2 separate regions of the Gossypium hirsutum genome follow, and region 1 is linked to region 2. Evidence: chromatin contacts called from public Hi-C data. All regions are on one chromosome and are shown on one strand. The core of a region is the stretch at or near the end of the contact, and the rest is flanking DNA. Distances in the headings are between cores, read along the strand shown.

Region 1 (5,314 bases), core at 2,211-4,710, 310 kb before region 2:
ACATGTATTGATGTAAACTGAACCTATTTCTTCAAAATCATATCACACAACTTTCAGCAATCCAGTAGTCTCTCCATTGAATCTGAAAGTTCAAGACTGATACTTGATGTAAAAGATAATGGCAATAAAACCTGCACAAGGGATGCTCCTATGTTATTCATGGCAATGAATGGTTTAAATAAATTGCATACAATTTTCTGAAAACATGTAATTGGATGTCACAAACCAGTTTAGCGAACATATCAAAAGTGAAATTTTGAAGTGCATAATATGAATTGCAAAAGATTTCGTGACATGGTCAATTGCTTTTTGTACTAAAGAAAGAATCAGCTTACCTAACTTTAATGCAGTACTTCATATCACTTCAGATAATATGAAGCACTTAACAATGGTCTTTTGACCAAACGTTCTCCTGTAAATCCCAATCAAAACAGTATGGAACTTATGCATGCTCCAGTGCATGATAAATTTTGGAAACTCGCCGTCTAAGTAATGGTTCTAGTCGCCATGATGGAATCTTGCTCTGCCACTTTTTAGCTTCATACATCTCATTCCATGCCTGTATTATCTCGTCAATCTTAAACCCTAAACCTGCAAGTGATAGAAAGGTAAGTTAGTGCTTTTCAAGGGGTAAGCAGATGTCCAGTTGATGACACAAAGTTATGAATTTCTAACCATAGGTTACCTTCCAAAGCAATGTTATTTGAACAGTGGTTCTTTACCATAACAGCTACATCAGTGGGAGAAGCTCCAGCATGCTCAAACTTCTCAACAGCAACCTCCAAACATTCATGCCAGACAGGTAGCCCTAGTTTAAATTCCATGTTCGAACGTTCGTAAAGTATGGTGCCCCATAAAATGTTTATCTGAGCACTCATGTTGATTGCCTGCTCTGCTGCTTCATCTGCTGTTATATCTTTCAGTAAACCATCCAATCCCATTTTCTTCAACTGCTTTTGTTCATCCTTCAAATCAGAAACCTCACGCAGGCGCTGCTGTTCTAACTCTTCCCACATCTGCATACCCCTCTCCATATTTTCCTCAGCATTGTTATAAAGCTGCAGGACCACCTCAGAAGGCCATGTTTCCAGATCAACATTGTTGCCAATTGCATAATACCAAGAAAGTTTTCCCTGCTCAAACTGTTGTTGTGCTAGAGCTAGATGAGCTTCATAGAAATCTGGCTTGATTCTCAGTGCTTCCTCATATCTCTTACCAGCTTTGCTATATTCTAATTGTGCATAATCATAGGTTTTTTTTATCTGCTTAAGTACAGATTCTCTCGAACCATCTTCAGTGAAGTATACCCTCTTCCTTGCCCTGGACATGTGAACATTTCCCCAGTTGAACAATGCTAATGCTGTCATCTCTTGGAATTTCTCAGCAGCCATGTCGAAAAGATCCTGTGCCTCTTCACTTGTAACTATGTCCTCCATGGCCTCAGAATATTGCTTCATACCAAGCTCATGGAGATTCAAGTATGCGTCTAAATCAAACCCAACATAGTTCTTGAATAGTTGAGCAAACTCAATTATCCAGTCATCAATGCAACACGATTCTTTTCTGGTTTCCGCAACTTTTCTGGCATGGCCATTTTCAGTTGCCTTACCTTGTTTGATGTCAAGAATGTGAACTTCCTCATGCTTAAATCTCTCGAAGAGTGGATCCTGCTCAGGATTGACTTCTACAACATACAGCCTCACAGAACCCTGGGATTCTGCTGATATTTCAGCCAATTTCAACTCTTCATCACTGGTGATTGTGACTAAATCACCTTCTTCATCTCTGTATTTGACAAGAACTGCTCTCAAACTAGGAAATCGATCATGAATTACTTCCCTTAGTTGAAGAAGGCTGCAATTAAGTGGTAACTGAGCGCATCTTATATCTTCACCCAAAATCAACTTGACAGTCTTCTTTGGTTCTTCCGCTTTACTGCTAATTTTCTCCTCTATAACCAGTTTATCCTCAGCCTTCTTTTCCTCTACATTTCCATCAACCTCCTTGTCCTCAATTCGATCCGCAGCCTTGTTATCTTTAGCTTTACTGATCTTCTTCTTGTTCTTCTTCTCGGTTTTCTCTTCGACAACTTCTGGAATTTGTGAATTCCTTGGAGGTTCAACAGATTCTTCAGCTTTACTGATCTTTTTCTTGTTCTTCTTCTCTGTTTTCTCTTGGACAACTTCCGAAATTAATGAACCCCTTGGAGGTTCAACAGATTCTTTAGCTTTGCTGATCTTCTTCTTGGTTTTCTCTTTAACAACTGTCGGAGTTTTCGAAGTACTTGGAGGTTCAACGGATTCTAGAGGCAATTCAACAGGTAAACCTTCTTTCTCAAGTGAGCTTCTTACCCTTTCTGAAATCTCTATTGCCATGACATTATTAGGCTCCATGTTAAGAACTGTATTAACATCTCTGAAAGCTAATTCCAGCCTATTCAAAGATTCGTAACACCTGGCTCTCTTTACAAGTGCCTTGCTATACTTGGGAGTAACCTCTAATGCCAAATCACACTCATGGATAGCCTTGGGGTACTCATTCAATCCCATCTGCATATAACATGCAGCAATATTAGTCCTAAGATGGCATACATCTATGTGATTCTTTGGGAGCAATTTGAGAGCCTTCTCATATGTCAACATTGCTCCTTCATGATCCCTTTTCTGAAACAGTTTGTTCCCCTCTTCTTTCAGTTCTTGAGACATGGCAATGAAAACTGCCGTGTCTGAATCATATGATTTCGAACTCTTGTCTCCAACTTTCTTTTGCTTCACATTATTATCCCCTGTTTGCTTCTTGTGCTTTCCACTATGCTTCCCCATTGCAAATCCAACCCCAACTATATTACGTGACTCAATCCAGAAACCCTGACTAAGAAAACAAATCCCTACCCTGGTTCTGAACTAACTTCTTACACAAGTTTAAAAAAGCTCAACCCCAGTAGCTAAAACCACAAGCAAGCTCCCACCACCAAAAAGACCTTAAAACTTTTTATAACTTTTAATATGAATAAAGATTCAAAAACCAGTTCAAATACAGCAGATATGACAAGCACTCCAAAACAAAAGCTCTTAGACACCTAAAAAGAATTAAAACCCAGATACCAAAATGGGAATAGAAAAAAGATATATTATCTTTACCACCTCAAAACTAGAAGCTGTCAGCCCTTAACGAAGTATTAAGAAATCCCAGTTGAGAGAGGAACAGAATAATAGGCACGCTCAGTTTCAGCTAAAAAGATAAGACCTTGATGCAAAACCAAAAATAAAGAAGGAAATTTGAAGGCAAGGGATTATTTATGTGGGGGAAATGAGGTGTGGAACTTTTCCAGGAAAATTGAAAAAGATAATGTTTTTGTGAGAAAATGGAATATGTGTGTTGCAGGGAGAATACGGAAGAAAAGAAAACAGACCAACGTTCTGTTTTATATTTTAGTGTAGCTTTTTTTGTGTTTTTTTTTACAACGTGAATTTCAGCTTAACGTGAACGCCACAAAAAGCTTTCTTTGTGTTTTGTTTTGTTTTTTTTTTTTCAGAAAAAATAAAAAGGACCCATTTTCCAAGGGATTCCAGGTTCCTTGGTAACGTTTGATAAAACGGCCAAAGGCAGAGATTTGTTTTTTTGACTATTGCCACCTTCATTTGTCATTAGAGAATAAACTTGTCAGCTTCTTTAGATTTTGCTACTTCCAATCCAAATAATTATAAAAATCTAATTATATTTATTTAGTAATAGCTTAATAAATTTGGTTTGAAGTTTTATAAATTTTAATCCTAAAGGTTGAATCGTTGATATATGGGGGAAAAATATACATAACAATTTTTTAAAATTATTTATGAAATAAATAAATAAATATTAAAGCAATAAAGAAGAATAGTAAAACACGTGACAAAGGTTCAGAATTCCTTAGCTTTAAAGTTGAAGGGCAGGTTGGAAGAAGTCATGTTTAAAATCTCAATTTTTTGGCAGAAAATGGGAATAAAATAATAAGGATGATAAAATAGAAATGTTTGTCTTGTAATTTCAACCACATGTATAAATAATAAATAAAAAGCCTCAAGGGTGGTGGGTCTGAAGCAACTTCCAAAGCAAGTTGGAGTGCAAACGGTAAACGGCAAGACAAGTGTTGTTGGAAAGAAGATTCCTACGGAAACGTGATGTTGACTATTTACTTTTGTTAGGAGTCACCGCCACAATCCCAATGTCCTCCACCCTCCGTCTCTACGCAACTATGAAAATATCAATTTTTTTTCCTTCAAATGATAAAAAAAATTCCGTATTGTAAATCCTTGATATTATCTTTTTCATTCAAGCTCACATCATCGTTTCCATTGAAGGTCATGATGGGAGAGCTAATGCAATGGACATAATAAATTAATGATACGGTAACAAAAGTAGTGTTATATATTAGTAATTACCAATTCGAGCCCTCTTCGATCCATGATTTGAATAGGTTCCACCCAAAGATTAAGTGCGAAGCGAGCCATGAGAAGACAGCAAGGCAAGCTTGCGGGCCCTACTTGCAGAGCAAGTTCATAGACTCAGTTCGCAAGGAAAAGCCAAGGACCCAACTCGTAACAAAAGGCCTAACTCGTAGGGACTTAGAGAGCTTGCATGTAGGGGCCACGTGCTCCGCAAGCTACCCAAACACGTGTTCAGCAGGTACGAAGCCTGCTCAGAATGTTAGTCCCAGAAACAGAAAGGATCACGTGTTCCATAAATACGTGCCCAGCAAACTTGAAGTTCGTAAAGAATGTCAGTACTAGGGACAAAAAATGTCAATACTAGAGATAGCAGAGTCAAGACAAAATAGTGGGGTCCTATCATGAGGTATAATAGCATCTGTAGCAACATGTATAAATACCCGAACACTCCTATCAATAACATACGAGAAAATATTACTCAATAATTGGTGCGGTGAGCGTGGACGAACTTCTGATCATCAGATTTTTTTAAGTTTGATTAAGTTTTCTTCAATTTTCGAAGCAAATGGCTTACCAAAGTTAAAATTTCGCTCTCAACTCTTCATCAGGACAGGCTGGAGCAATAGGTTCTAGTGACCAGCACAATAAAACAGACTTATTCGCCAGATGGTTCGTCGATAGACCAGAAAACCTTGACAACACAATTTATAGAGGGGCTTCTAGTCCTTTAGACTTGAATATCTCTACCATTCAGGGGTTGTCACTCCCTTTCAACAAAAAGGCACCCTGTAGCAGTTCTTGGCTCTTCAAGAGTATATGAGACTTATGAGAAAGCAGATGGTCGTTCAAGAGACACAATTTGAACAATAATAAGCTGTTCAGCATGAGCT
Region 2 (5,656 bases), core at 1,228-3,727:
AACGCTCAAGGTGGCCTCTACAATATTATGCCCATGATTCATGGGCTCGGTTATCACATGTGCGTTCGCACATCCATGTGGCAAAAAAGCCATTCTTTTAGTTTTTTTGGCTTTTCGGCTTTTGCCGTTCTACAGTCTATTCAGTGTGTGAATACACACCTATTTGCGAAAAGAGTGCAGTTCCCTCGAACACCAACCTATATTCAACTATATCCCTAACGTCAGTCCTTTAACAAATGGGTAATTAACCTTTTAATAAAACCTATCCTAATCATGGTACGACACTAACCTTGATCGAACACTTAAGGTTCCTCACCCCTTAGACGCCACCGAAGATCGATTACAGATTACTACAGATTGACAAAAAGAATTGTGAAACCGATTCTTGAGGGTGGAAACAATCAATTCACAATCCCCAACAAGATAGCCGCTAAGACGAGGCAGAACTAACGTCACCACTCCCCTAACAATGCCAATCAGAAAGAAAAGGTTAAAAGAGAACCATAGCTATGACCGAAGAGAAAAGAATGGAGAGAAACAACATCCAACGAAATAGTACTTACCACCCAGATCGACAGAGAGGAATAACAGAAAGAATTGGCTCCTAGAAGGTCAACGCAGGAGCACTGACGACTAGCTAGAATCTGATTGTACCAAAAGAAGGGAGAAGGAAAAAGAATGACTCAACCACCACAAACCAAAGCTGAATGAGATAAAGAGGAAAACAGTCAAGGTAATCGGGCTAGAGACTTCAACAATTAAGGGAGGGGGAATATGGAATCAAAATCGAAAGCATTGAGGGGGAGGACAACAGCAATCGGTCATGAAGAAAAGAAACAAGCAAATGAAGAAGAGGAGAACGGAAGTCAATAACTTTAAGAAAAAGGGGTTAGAAAGGGAGCATAAATCGCAAAGGCACAAAAGAGAGAAGACTCGAAAAGAAATAAGCATTATTCAGCCACAACAACAAAAAGGCCAAACCGAACACAACTAAATTCGGCATCCAAAAGCAAGAAGAGGAGCTAGGAATAAAATAAATACTCTTTTGTGCAAAGAGTGACTCAAACCCCTAACCTCTTTAAAAGCACAACATGCCACTACCACTACACCACAACTCTCTTTGTATCATATCTTACCTAATTTAATTAAAGGAGCCTACTTTCTAGAACCCAGAGCCCTATTCACTTAAAATTAAAAATTTTGCTAAAGCCCAAGTTTGAACCCAGGACTTCTCAAACACTCCCAAAGCACACAACCACTAAGCCACACACTCAATTGTGTCATTTTCTTGCAGAACTAAATACTTATGTGCACTCTCTTGGCTGTTCCCATGCTCAAGGCCTATTCCTTCTAGGCCCAAATTTGGGGAGTTACATTGGGAAATTTTCCCAACTTGGTCCAAAAAACTTTTTCTCCGCATTAGTTTCAGAATTAGGATTGTAAATGAACAGAACATTCAATGAACAATTCGATTTTTGTTCGTTTATGTTTGTTTATTAAGCTAAATAAATGAACATGAACAAGATTTTGAAGCTTGTTTATTAAACGAACTGAATACAAACAAAGCTTATTTAGTTTATTTATGTTCATGAACCAGCTCATTTAAAGTTCGTTTAATAAATCATTTAAAACTCGTTTATTGTTCCATTAGTATATATTAATAAAATTATCTTGGTTTGTATTTTTTTCATTTATAATATAATTATTAATATTAATATTTGACTATTTTATATCTAAATAATATATATGTGTGTATATGTTTATTTATCATTTGTTTGTTTATTTATTATTCATTAACATTGTTCGTAAACATGTTCAATTATATGTTCATAAAGATGCTCGTTTAATGTTCGTGAACATGTTCGATTAAGTTAAACGAACATATTTGTGAACATTAAACAAATGAACATGAACACATATAATTTTAAATAAACGAACATAAAAAAAATTAAAATTCTTAACGAACACAAATTGAACATGAACAAAACTTAAAAATAAACAAATGAACATAAACAAATGTTTGTTTGTTTAAGCTCGGTTCATTTTCAGCCCTACCCAAAATTTCGAAACTGAATTTGGTTTGCATTAGGGTATAACACTCTATATTGTGCCATATCATCACTTGAAAAATTAAATATATAAAATTTACATAAAAATTATTAATTTTTTTTAAAATTATAAAAATTGAAGTGATGATATAACATAATTTTAGAGTGCCATGTCATTATGCATTAATGAAATCCAAATTTAGGGACCAAATTAAAAAAAAACTGATAAGTTTAAAGATTAATGTGAACCAAAAAAGTTTAGAGATTAAAGTTAAAAAAATTACCAAGTTAAAGGACTAAAGGTTATATTATCCCTTAAAACACTTCACCTTGTATTATGAGATGGGATAATTTCCGGGCTTAGGTCCATAAACATGTTGAAGGCTTACGCTTTTAAACACAAACAAAACGAAGCCCATCTCCGCCACTGTCACAGCTTTGCATGACGTGGCTACATCTCATTGGCCAACCTGCGTAGACTTGAGTCATCTTCAACAGTACTGGATACATCTTTTTCCGTTTACCTATTCTTAGCAAGCACAAAACAAATTATTATTCAATATTTTTGTTTTTTTTTTAAAAAAGAGAAAAAGAAAAAAATAGTACAAGGCAATATGAGATTATTTGTTAGTTTGGTAGCAGTTTTATGTATCGTGTGCAGCAATGTCTTAGCCGATCAGATTTTCCCATCTCATGTAGGTAAGCCGATATTTCATAGTTTTTTCCCCTTTTGTGTTAATTAATCTTAATTTTGTGTGTGTGTTTTTAAATTGTGGATTTTCTTTGAGTTGAGCTCATGAGGTGGGCTTAAAATATCTATTCCCAGTGATTTTATTGTTTTAGATGAATGAATGTTTTCTATATTATTTATAAGACATACTACTTTTTTATTGTTAATTAGTAGTATATGGTTGTTCATAGGTTCCTCTTTTTTTCACAATTGGAGAACGATTTGTCCGTAAAAAAATTGATGACTAAGTCATTAGTAGTGCTTAAGCAGTGAAATTAGCACCAAAGGCAGGAAGGAGCTTTATTACAGCTACATCCCTTGTTGGTTAGAGAAGGGGGTTTTGTGGTTTTGGAATTTGATTCAGTTAGGTATTGTGATCAAATGGGAGATACCAGTGGTTCTTCGGTAGCCTAGAATTGATGCCTACTTTACTTCTAGGGCTTCTTGCAAGACAATATGATGAATATTTTTATGATCTGAGTAAAGTGGTTTCGGCATCAGTAGTGTTTTATACTTTTTCACAACTAGAAAGAGTTTGCAGTTGAATTTAGTTTTTTATTTGTGAATGCCAACTACTTTTGAAAGTGAGCATTTATTGATGAGAGCAAAGTTATGCTAGGTGCTGATTGTTTGATAAATTTGGATATTATGGATCATAGCTGACCTACATGGTGAACCACAAGTTGCTTATGTTCTTATACCTTTGTGGCTTTGGGTCAATTGAATGGTTATTGGTTCTTAAATAAAGATGGGTGAACTTTAGAAACAAATGAAACCGGAGAATGAAATAAAGAAGAAGAAAAAATAGAATGCGTGGTCTTCACTCACCACGAATGCCATTAGAAAGAGCTATTAATTGTTGCAACCAAGTCCATCTTTGTGCGTGATTCTATCATATACAGCGTTTCCATCTAACTATTGCAACTGATTCATTGGGAATGTCATAGTATTCTTTCTTTCTTTTTTAGTATTTAGAATATTGGTTCTACTGGGATCAAGTTTTTTTTGCTTTCTGATGCTTTTCTATTACTTAACTGATAAACAGCTAGCACACTTGGTCGAAGCTCCCGTGAACCAAAATACAAGATTGAGTTCCATTCTGAAGACTCTCCCTACCATCCCGTAAGTAAGACTAGAATTTTAAACAGTTTTTGCTCATCAAGCCTTGGTTTAAAGCATCATCTGGATGTTCACTTGGGCTTTATCATGTTGAACATCCAACCTAAAACCTACTGGCAATAGGTGGAGTGGTCCAATTTTAATATAAGACCATAGGGAACATAATCTTTAATGACTTAACCAACTATATTTTCACCACTGCATATTTCCTTGAGCAAGTAAAATTTATAAATGGTAATATGTAAAAATTCTGAAAATTATTTACATGTGTACTTCTTAATGTAAGCATGAACTTTTTTATTTTAAAGTTTTCTACGTAACATGCTCTTATTATTTACAGCTTATTAGTGGGTTCAAATAAACTAGTATACATTTTGTCTAGCAACATACTGTTTCATACTGTGTGTTCAAATGCTTAAGAAAGTTTGTATTTTGAAATTGGAGAGAGCACGTAATCTTGGCATGCAACTTGGTGCTGTTTCTATAAAAGAGGGTTATTAATGGTAATAAGACGAATGAAAATCTTGGCATAATCTTGTCATAATTTTCCATGTGCATATAAGTTTAGTGGGCTGGTTTTCCTTTGATGTGAACCTATCAAGTTCCATTTTTAGTGATCTACTATTACAATGCCTGGAACATTTTGCAGGATGATGATCAGGAGTCTGTTTTTATGCCTAATAAAGATGGAAAGAATTTTTTATGTTTCTTGCCTAAGGTGGAGAAAACCAAGACTCTAAAGCCAGTTACTCAGCAGAACGTTAGTACCATGATTGTGGAATCTGAGAAACAGGTTAAACTGAAGACGCCTGATGAGCTGCTGGAAGTACTGAAAGATCGATGCTTTATCAGAGTGAGCATCTGGTTCCTACACCCTGTCTGGTGAAGTGATGGTGCTGTCATCAGAGATTAATGCAAAGAATTAAAAAGCCTTTGTTCTTTCTTCAAGTTGCGTGCTGCTTATTTCATATCTGCCTCTAGTGCTTATTTTGTCAGCTATTTTCTATGCAGCAAGAGGGTTGGTGGTCTTATGAATTTTGCTATCAAAATCGGTTACGGCAAATACATGTGGAAGAGGATAAGGTAGAATTTTTTATTGAATTTAAGGTGCTCATATTTACATTAAACTTGGTTTTTTTAACTAGTATGAGAGTTCTGTCTGTGATGTATCCTTCAGTGATGCAGAATATCATTATTTTCTGAAATGAATTACTAAAAATATAACAAAAAGGTTCAATGAGCAGAACCTTATGGATACTCAACTGATGGTTTTGGGCACTGAATATGGTGCTTGCACCATCTATTTGATCTGAGTAGCAATTTATACAATAGGTGGTAGTAATATAATAATAGTTATAAATGCAGATGCAGCAGCATCTTTTGCTATCATAAAAATTAATTTTGAGTATTCCTACTATGACCTGTTCATTACCTTAATGAATACAGTGAGCTTCCAAAGAAGATTTTATTAATTTCTTGTGCACATTTTCTATCATTTTTGTATTATTGCAGGTGGTTCAGGAATTTGTCTTGGGTGTATATGATGAAGAGGCCACTGCTGCCTTCAACCAGAATCTCTCTGACATATCTGCATTAAAAGATCCTCGCTCAAAAGATGCATCACAAAGGTGAGGCCTCAAATGGTTTAAAATTTTAGGTTATCCTGTAGTTTTTCATCTTTATTTCTTTTTTATAACAATAGGAGGTTTCAAGTGGTGAAAAGTAATTAGTGAAGTAAAAGAAGGAAAGAAAAGAAAAA

What was found. Hi-C and Micro-C count contacts between places; a contact is called where the count stands out from the background.
Region 1: a Hi-C map of leaf shows a contact between it and region 2, with 4 times the contacts expected there. The contact joins the promoter of LOC107917720 here to the promoter of LOC107904835 in region 2. A contact is called at or near these places in 13 of 34 Hi-C or Micro-C datasets (callus, fibers, hypocotyl and 2 more).

Annotation. Positions count from the first base shown.
Region 1 is chrA08:31,698,778-31,704,091 of Gossypium_hirsutum_v2.1, reverse strand. LOC107917720 (protein PHOX1) reads right to left here and starts at 3,460. Exons shown (of 3, transcript XM_016847005.2): 1 at 686-3,460; 2 at 336-591; 3 at 1-131. The coding sequence starts at 2,822. The coding sequence ends at 443.
Region 2 is chrA08:31,388,320-31,393,975 of Gossypium_hirsutum_v2.1, reverse strand. It overlaps LOC107904835 (protein OS-9 homolog), which reads left to right and starts at 2,477. Exons shown (of 8, transcript XM_016831371.2): 1 at 2,477-2,747; 2 at 3,824-3,900; 3 at 4,547-4,750; 4 at 4,909-4,980; 5 at 5,410-5,525. The coding sequence starts at 2,663.